Linked DNA regions of Gossypium raimondii: region 1 is linked to region 2. The links are chromatin contacts, called in public Hi-C maps. All regions are on one chromosome and are shown on one strand. Each heading gives the region's core, a stretch centred on a gene start, on an enhancer-like site or on the middle of the called end of the contact. The rest is flanking DNA. Distances are from core to core; before and after follow the strand shown.

Region 1 (4,749 bases), core at 967-3,466, 79 kb after region 2:
AATTTAAGGTCAAAAGAAACCGACAAATTATAATTAATTTAAAACGTTAATACCCAATAGAATATGTCAATAATCTTAAGGATAAAACAATGCAATTAATGGGATAAAGCCAATATTAGCCTACTTGTGCCAATTGTAAGCCAAGGAATCCAAGCAATCCAACGTCATGTGTTAAAAGTGGGATTGGACTGCATTTTGTTTCCTTCATTTAAAAATAAATAAATTAATCTCTATATCTTAGACTAAAGAGTAAATTGATCATTCTATTAAAAATTACATATATTTCTACTATTAAAAACAGGCCCATGTAATTAGCATGAGGTATACGTGGCACATCACGTATCACTTTTAATTATTTCATTAGCTACACCTATTTTTAACAATGTAAATGAATGAAATTTTTAACAAAAATAACTAATTTACTTTTGATTTAATATATAAGGACTAATTTTTTCTATTTTTGAGTGAAGGAATTAAAATACAATTTAATTTTTAATATAAATATCTTTATAATACTTTTACCGATACTTGGGTTATTTGTTGAAGCTCATTTTATAAATAAACCCCCAAAATTATAGACTTGAAGATGTCCATTTGCATGGCTGATTTTGCAGGGACTAATGTGACACGGTGTCGTTAATGAAATCAACATTTAGTTTTAGTTGAGACTTTTTATCTTTGAAAAATAAAAAAGTTAAAAGAATTATTGTTATTATTTTTTAAAAATCCAAAAATGATTATTAGGTATGACAAAGGAAGAAAGAAAATGGAAAAAGTTTTGAGTCCCGGCAATAATGAATTTTCATGAATTTTCTTCATAAAATTGTCCAATAATTTGAAAGTAAAGAACCATGACTAATATCTGGGGAGAACCACAGTGAGGGCAACAGCAACTGCAAATAGGAAAAGCAACAATCCTATAAAGTTGACAATGAGAGCTTCTTGGGAGCGAGTTAGGAATAACGAAAGGAACTTTTGAAGCAATCCCATCTCAGCTGTGCATATTGCTAAGAAGAAGATAAGTAAGCCACCAAAAGTGTGCCATGGCAGATAGGCTGCTCTTGAATATGATTCTGCACCTGGGAACACATACGAGAAGAATCCTAGCAAATACTGCAATACCAGATAGGGATGTTTTTGTTTTAAATTCCTAACTGAATTAGAATGAAATTGATTAAAATTTTAGGTACCTGTAAACCAAATAAGCATATGGTAATCATGCCTAGCCAAGAATGTAAGGTAACCATGTCAGGCATGTTGGTCTCATTATGGAATTTGAAGATTACAACAATCCCAAAGATCCCACAACCAAGAGCAATGGTTTGCAATGTTAGGTGGACTGCCTTTTGCACTTGTATGTCTCTTCTACTTGGGGTTGACTTGTATGCCATGATTGCTGTTTTATATATATGTTCAGTCATAACAATAATGCACATCACTTTTCAATCAGATTTCCTTATTTCAATAAAATTCATTAAAAGTTTTTCATATATTTGGTGGTCTTCAATGATACTCTAATATATAATCTGGAAATATATCGTACGGAACATTAGACATTCAAGAAAATGAAAGAGTAGAGCAACATAGACATAATGTTTGAATTAATTATGTTAATATACATGAAAAGCCACTGACAATTACTACTTACCTTCTCCAGCCATTAATATGAATCCAATCACCATTAGAAGTGGATGAAGCTGCAAATGAGAGGGGGGGGGAGCTGAAAGAGATTAAAATGTAGGCATAGAAGCAAACTGATCCATGCAAGAACAATAGGTCCTCCACATATCATATAGAAACAAAGATATGAAACAGTTTCTGAAGAAAGAGAAGGGATTCTCAACGCAAATGAACTCACATTGAAAATCTTTAACTTATTAGCAGATTCAGAAGCAAGGCCTTCCCGGAACTTGAGAAGCCAAACTAGCACAAGGGTTGTCACTGCTATAAACAACAAATGTCCAAATACTGTAACAGGGGTTGCAGAAATTTGGTAGCTTCTGCTCTTAGGCGCCATTGCATCTGCAGAACCTAGATGGAGAACTCAGTAGTCAGTAGTGTTATATAAAATCATTTGAGCCATTAACAAAGAGAGCTTTTGGTTTGATTGGGGAAGATACTACCAAACCGTCCAGCCGGCTGATTCAATGGTGACAACTCCAATAACATGAACAATATTGGGGCTAATTAAAGTATGTATGAGACTTAATGGTTTCAATTACCAATCATGCAGAGAACTTAGTAAGGCTTGCATTCGATTGTTTGTTTGTGGTTTGGGGTTATTGCGGAGAATAGGCAGCGTTTGGAGCCATAAGAAAAGCCAAAGGTGTTCATATCATAAATTTTACTAATGATTTAGTTCGTCCATTTCTAAAACTCAACTTGTGCGATTAGCTAAACTCTTCAAATATTTCTTGCATTTTAAATTAAAATAAAATACATTAATTTAAGTTTGTAAATAATTCCATAATATCTTGCCAAAGAGAAGTTTTTATGTAAAAGTAATAATAACTGTACTACTTAGTATTTACTTTTTTGCTAGTATATTTAAATAACTCTTTTATGTAATTTTAATGAGGGTGTAATATGATTATTTCTCATATATTGTAATTTTATATATAATTATAATAATACCAGTTTTCATTACCTATCTTTCTTTTTATACAAGCTTTCTTTTACCTATAAATCCTCCCAAACCCTTAAATCTTAAGTGAGATCAAACTCACATTCTGCACGTTGTTGCAATGCTAATTGAGTTTTTTTTTTATAGTTATAGTCATTTAAAATGACTAGTTATATTATTTTATAATAATATATGTATAAAACTTATTACGGGTCAAACATGTTTCATCTTCTTTTTTATAACCAAGAACTTGATCAACTTGTATTGATCCATATCACGACCTAAGCTTAAAACCTGAGTCTCGAACTCCCAGCAGCCCAGGAAGTTGTGATTGCCAAACTAGGCCTGGCTCTAGAAGATTGATGCTAAGCTCTTAGCCATTTTGGATCTATATTAGGACTAAAAAATGCCGTTAGTAATACTTGTTGCCAGCCAATAACCATTTTGACATAGGCCTCAAAGTTGACCCCAACCCACATAAAATGGGTCATTCTAAAGTTTCACTTAATATTCCTTCTCATTGCTCATTTGTCCGTAGCAAATCAAATCTGGGTTGTATCTTAAATTATCATATCTAAAACGGGGTCTGCAAAGTTACAATGCCTCGAAGAAGTTCCAGCCAATATGTTCAACGGATAATTAAGCACTGAAAACTAAAGCACAAAAGCATGGTTTTTATTTTTTCACTTGAATTTGAACCAGATTTGGAAATGGTTGGATTGAAACTTTTGACAAAGTTTCCTAGGTCTACAAAACACTTGTTGTGCAATAATGTTTGCTAACCTCATTCATTGCATTGCAGCAAACCAAACCCTATACTCACCACTCCACCCTACCTAAGCTAGCAGCTGTACTAAATAACTCAGCGACGAAAATCCCACTATTCACAAAAAAAAAAAAGAAAAAGGCAAGTCATGATTCTATAACCATGTCATTTTGTATGCACTTGCCTCTAAATTCAGGACCAACCCCATTGCTTCATTATATGTATTACAATTTTACACTCTCTTCCTTCCTTGTTTATTTCCTTTCCCTTCAAAGATACGGTAATATATCTTCAATATTTCTAAATCTTTGAGGTTACCATTCTTTAAATGTATTATACAATTTACAAAAAGAATTTGATTAGGGGAAATAAAAAAGTAAAGAAGGGTTGGGTATGATTGATGCAGGTCTCCCACTATTTCAAAGATTCAACTTATGAAGGTCATTGATTGTATAGTGCCATCATTACTTCATTTCCTCTTTTTTTTTTAATTATGGGATTACCAAAGGAAATCATCACAGTATATAGTGGTTGTCAGGTAAGCAAAATAATTTCCCTTTTTTAAGCTTTCAGAGGCATAACTACTTGAAGAAGACAGTGTCTCCATCTTCTAATATTGGCCCCTCTTATTATTATTATTAAATTATTCCCACATAAAATAAAATTAGAGTTGATTTAGATTGGGAGAGTGTGTTGTGTTGCTCTTGATTTTATGCTCAATTTTCTTTCATTTGTTTTCATGTTTTGATGCATAGAAACTCGTCTAAATTTGCCAATTTCCGATGCTTTTGTCCCAACTTGGACGGCAATAGAAAATATATTACTGCACCTTCCAGTTTATATTACTTTGGTAATTTGTAATCTATTGCCGAAAGTGGTTGGATGCACAAGTTTTTGTGAATTTTTTAATTAAGATATACCACCATTTTATTGTCAAAATAAATAATAATAAACATAAAATAAAGAATGGTGCCTGAACCATCATCATCACCACCAAGGAGGAATCATATTCTTGAGTTTGATTGTGAATTGGAACATAAACATAAAGTTTAAGAGAGAAAATAAATTTTAATCAATGAATATGATTTAATTTTATTAAGAATCTCAATAACCAACCATTACCTGAGAGGTTGTGCTCAATAATAATGGTTTCATTCTTTTCTACCCATTACTATACATATTTTGAACAATGGCTGTGAGGCTAAGAAATCTTTTAAAAAGCAGGAATTTTTCCCATCATACCAAATAATTATGGATTTGTAAGTTGTAAGTGGGAAATAATTAAGTTTTTTTTTTTTTTTTTTGTCAACCATCACAGTTCCTATTATATCTTCAAATCTCAATTATCATGTCCAACTCT
Region 2 (4,910 bases), core at 1,798-4,297:
AATTTGGTGTTGGTAGTCCGATTTTTGTTTTAAAATTCAAAATTGTATAAACTAAATTAATCGACTTTACACCTATTAATATAATATATATTTAAACTCAAACTCAATACCAACTAAACTCAAACCTAAGTCCTATTTAAACTCTACTCAAAATCCAATCTAAATAAAAATAAACCCAGTCCAAATTGAAAAATTAATATAAAGATTAAATTGACATATTATGTCATTATATATTTTATATTATCATTAAATTTAAATTTGATAGATTTTAATCATTATTAATTTTATATATTTTTATACATATATAATTATAGTATTACAAATATTTTTATATTCAATTAATGTTGTCAAAAGTTCATTTCACTATATAATTTAACGTAAAATATATTATTAATTACTTGTTGTTAATAATACAATTTTAATATAAATATGCAATGCTTATGAATACATTTTCATAAAATAAATAATTATCATTTATTTATATTTCATCTTTATTTTAAATAATATCATAGAAACATATTAATTATTAATGTCTATGGTTGTTAAATTATAAACTCAAGCTTTTTTGGGCTTTATATTGGATTAATCTTGGGCTTGAGCCAAGCCGAGCTCAAGCTTAGGCTTTCTTAGGCCCGAATTTTCTCGGGCACGAGCTTAAACTTTCTCAGACTTGAATTCTTACGAGCTTGGATTAGCAGGAGCGAACTTTTGCGGCCAGGGCAGTTTTGCCAACTCTAACTATACTAATATATAAAAGCAAAAACAAAAATTCATTGAGAAAATGATAATGATCAGGTGTAGCCAAGCCGGCAATGGTATCAAACGTGTAATGTCAGTATAACCAAAGCAGCAACTACCCTAGAAACTTGGGAGAAAAACAGAAGATTTCTATATAGCATTAAATTTTCTGCTTAACTTATATACCTTCGAATAACTAACTTCACCACCCCAAATCAAAACCAAGGTCTAAACTATAAACATATTGGTTGAAATGTGCATTCTAGCACAATTTCATCGACAATAAACTCTAAACCTTTTTAGTCATCATCAACACTCTCAAATTATCTTGTGCAACTTTTTCATTCAACCAATAAATTTCAAAACTAAGTCAGACATATTCACTAACTCTAATGGCAAGAGCTTGCAAACAATAAAGTGGGATTCCAATTTAAAGATAAGGTGCAGGACATACCCTGCAGTGGCTACAATTCGCTCTTCCATAGTCGGTTTTGGCGGGAGCTTGGATTTGTAAACAGGGAATGTCAACACAACACCAAGATGATGAGAACCGAGTAGCCTGAAAGGGCTAGTTAGGACAGCTTTCCCAGTAGCCCTAGCCCTTACGATGTTTTCTCGATCCTCCTGCACATTGGCAGTCAATTCTAACAATGAAATTAAATGTAAAAGCCTAATAACCATAAACAGCAAAGTATTTACCTCCCCAGACATCATGTCAAGTGATTCAATGTAAGAAATAGTTTCTTGAGAGAATATCACAGGAGCGTATTCATCTCGGAGACGAGAAGGTTCTCTCTGCATTGTCTTTATTGTCCAGCCATGTTGCTTCTCAAATTTCTCCCTCCCAGAATGTACCACTGTTTCTGCATAGGCCACCCCACTAAGCAATGGCCTCTCGAAAGCAGCTCTAGCAGTGTACTCCGCAAAGGTCTCCTGCATTTCTTGCAAAATAAGCCACAACCAACTCATATGTCATTCAGGATTTTCAAGACCAAAACAAAATTTTACAAACCTGATCGATAGCAGATGGATTCTTGTAGTAATGGAAAGTGGCGACAAGAAGGGCTAAGGCATGAACATGGTTAACACTAACACTGAACTGATCCTGCAACATCCTCGCCCTTTGGTCACACATGCTACTTAGTACTTCTTCCCTCCTCACGTTGTTGTCAGCATCCATTTTTTTGTAGATCCAAGTGCTGATAAAACCCATCACCATTACCCAAAGCAAAATAAGTTTTGGTAACCAATCCCTGTTAGACTGAATAAATGTGTATCCTCTTTTGGTCCCCATTTGTTCATTCCCTTTGACAGCCACTGATTGGTGGTGATGGCTTTGCTGCAATTTAAGACCCATTACCAAATGCACAATACCATCTCAACTTGTTTTTCTTCTTCTTTCTTTGATACCCACTTCAAATCTAAGCTAAAAAACACAAGCAAACACGGACTCACCATACAAGGCAAGTTATCAATTCTCAGAGACAAGCATGAGTTTCAAAAGATGTAAAACAGCTCAAACTCCAAAAATATCTCATTATCTCCCTCAATAGAAAAATGAGGTTTTCTTTTTTCTCTTGCTATATTTAATAAAAAATGGGATTTCACAGAGGAACAACACTAATCATGTTAACTTCCAAGCATGAAAGTGGTGTTTTAGTTTAAAGCAACAAAGGCAAATTGAGAAGAGCACCTTCACTGTTTATTTTTTCTATATTAAAATCAAATCCTGCAAATTGACCAGCAACAAATCTCGCAGCAGAGCACAAAAAGTAAAGACCACAAATAAAGAAAAAAGAAAGAGAAAGATGTTTGGAGAAAGAAATGCGGGGGTCATTTTGAAAGGGAACAGTGTTTTGCCTGTACATTATAGTACCTTGAATAATATATATCTAAAGAAATAAAGTAGAAAGGTGTGTTTTTTTCTCCCTTGGCTCTGCTTTGATCTGTTCTTCCTTTTTCTTCTGTTTAATGCACATTTTATTTATGTATATTGTTTTCCCACTTTCTTCTTTGCTTTTCAAAGTAAAACTAAATCGACTTTTTAAGATTTTTGCAGATACGTTGTTGCCACTGTGTATCATAATTCAAAATTTATGAGTTTTGTGTTAGTAATTGGTAGAGAAAAAGAAGTTGGTAGAAATTTGAAAGAAAGAAATAGAAGATGTTGATGGAATAAGTTGGAGATGAGATGGGGGCCAAAACCACAATATTTCATCATTCTTGTATTCACACTTTTACGTTTTATCTTTTTTCTCATCTTAAGAATTCTTACCCCTCCCACTCGATGTGGATGTCGGCCATGTGGGCTTGCTGCTACTGAAGCCCCACAGGCATCATTTTCCCTAAAAACATGTAATCTTTCGGGATTAATTTCATACTAGGTCCTCCAATTTTAATTTGGTTCTAAATTTCACAATACTTTTATTTTGTGTTCCGGATTCCATTTGTTATATAAATGGTATATATCATGAAAAAATTAATTGGATTTCAATGTGCTATATATTTACAAAATTATTAACACTCATAAATTCCTTACCATTTTAAAATTACTGCTAAATAATATATTTATACATTATCACTTAATTTTGAAATTCAAATAAAAATCTCAATGGCTAACTAATTGGGATTTTTAAATATTAACATTATATAATTCAAGTTTTTCCGTGTTTTGGTTTGGATATTAAATATGAGCTTAGAAGTCAATTTATATTAAAAGAGGGTAATTCATAATAATTGTTCTTAAGCTTTGTTTAAATTTATATTTTAGTCATCAACTTTCAAAAGTTGCGTAATAGTCGCTAATGGTATTAAATTGTTACATTTTATCACTAGACTGTTAACCTCCATTAAGAAAACTAACGTTGCTCCTTATTTCAAAAGGTTAATAGTTAATACTATAATTAAAAATTATTTTGATATTTTAAATTTTCTTAACAATAATTGTTAAAAAGTCTTAAAATAAATTATAAAATCATATAAAAATCAATTGCAACAAAGAAAAGCCAAGAATTTTGCGGCTAATTTTATATCCAATCTCATCAAAAATTAGTCTTTGAACTTTCACAAAATAAAACATCAAAATACACATTCATTTTCATCCTACTCGTTTTTCATTTGCTTTGTTGTTTTACACATTCTTTATTTTCATCTTTCTTTACCCTTTTTTCTCCTTTTCATGCAAATCAACACTAGCTCCACTCTTCATAAATTATTAAAATAATATATATATATATATATTTATAGCTGAAAGTAAAATATTGACTTGAAATTCGATAAAACAAATAGTGGGTTTGGAGAAGAAAAAGAGCACTTCAGATTATAAAATTTTCCAAAATTGAAAGTTACTCAAAAACCTAATCAATCTAGTAAATAGAGTTACAAGAAAGAAATGATGGGTCTAGAATAAAAAAACTAGGGTACTTTGTATTATAAATTAAAAAAATTCTCAAATTTCAAAATTTGAAACTTACCAAAGAATTGAAGCTATATAATGGAATATTTCGCTCTTCTCTCTTGTCCTCTTCATTCTTAATATTTTCTCATTTATTTCTTTTCATAATAATTAGGAAAATCCTACAGATAGGCCATTGATGATAGAAAATTTTACTATTGTTAAGAATGAAAGTAATGTTTTAAGCCTAGATTTTGTTTCAAGTTAAGATTTTGCTTTGAGTTATAAATAAAACACATATACATTATTAATGATTTGGGAAGAGTGGAGCCAACGCCAATCTACATGAAAAAAGAGGGAAAAAAGATAAAAATGAAGAGAGCATAAAACAACAAAGCAAATGAAAAAATGAGTAAGATCAAAGTGAATGGTATTGTAAATCCATTAATAAATGAATGTCCACAACCCCCACAAATTTATCCTATTGTAATCCCTAAAGAATGTGTAAATTCGTTATCTTGTAAACTCTAAATCATTTATCAGGTACCTTAATGTTGGTCCTTAATAATTTGTAACTTATGGTACTTGAAACCTTATAAATAGAGGGCATGTGCAAGTTTATTGTATCTCTAAGTAAAAATTGAATCATCATTTTATTTCTTTATCTTTCTTTCTCTCTTAATCTTTGTATTCTTCTTTTAGTTTTATAATATGTTATCAGCACAAGCCTTTACAAGTTCATAGCAAAGTTCACGTCATTGCGACTATATATACCTTG

Evidence for each region. Hi-C and Micro-C count contacts between places; a contact is called where the count stands out from the background.
Region 1: a Hi-C map of leaf shows a contact between it and region 2, with 2.6 times the contacts expected there. The contact joins the promoter of LOC105796177 here to the enhancer-like site in region 2. A contact is called at or near these places in 2 of 2 Hi-C or Micro-C datasets (both in leaf).

The regions. Positions count from the first base shown.
Region 1 is chr3:42,565,642-42,570,390 of ASM2569854v1, forward strand. It overlaps LOC105796177 (probable ascorbate-specific transmembrane electron transporter 1), which reads right to left and starts at 2,217. Exons shown (of 5, transcript XM_012625779.2): 1 at 2,124-2,217; 2 at 1,859-2,031; 3 at 1,649-1,697; 4 at 1,191-1,396; 5 at 856-1,113. The coding sequence starts at 2,169. The coding sequence ends at 856.
Region 2 is chr3:42,486,099-42,491,008 of ASM2569854v1, forward strand. It overlaps the pseudogene LOC105794323. Among protein-coding and RNA genes, the nearest start is that of LOC105794322, 35 kb to the left of the region's middle. Within about 2 kb of position 3,048, the one cell type or tissue checked has open chromatin away from gene starts, as enhancers often do. A contact at or near this core is called in leaf, where this site is marked.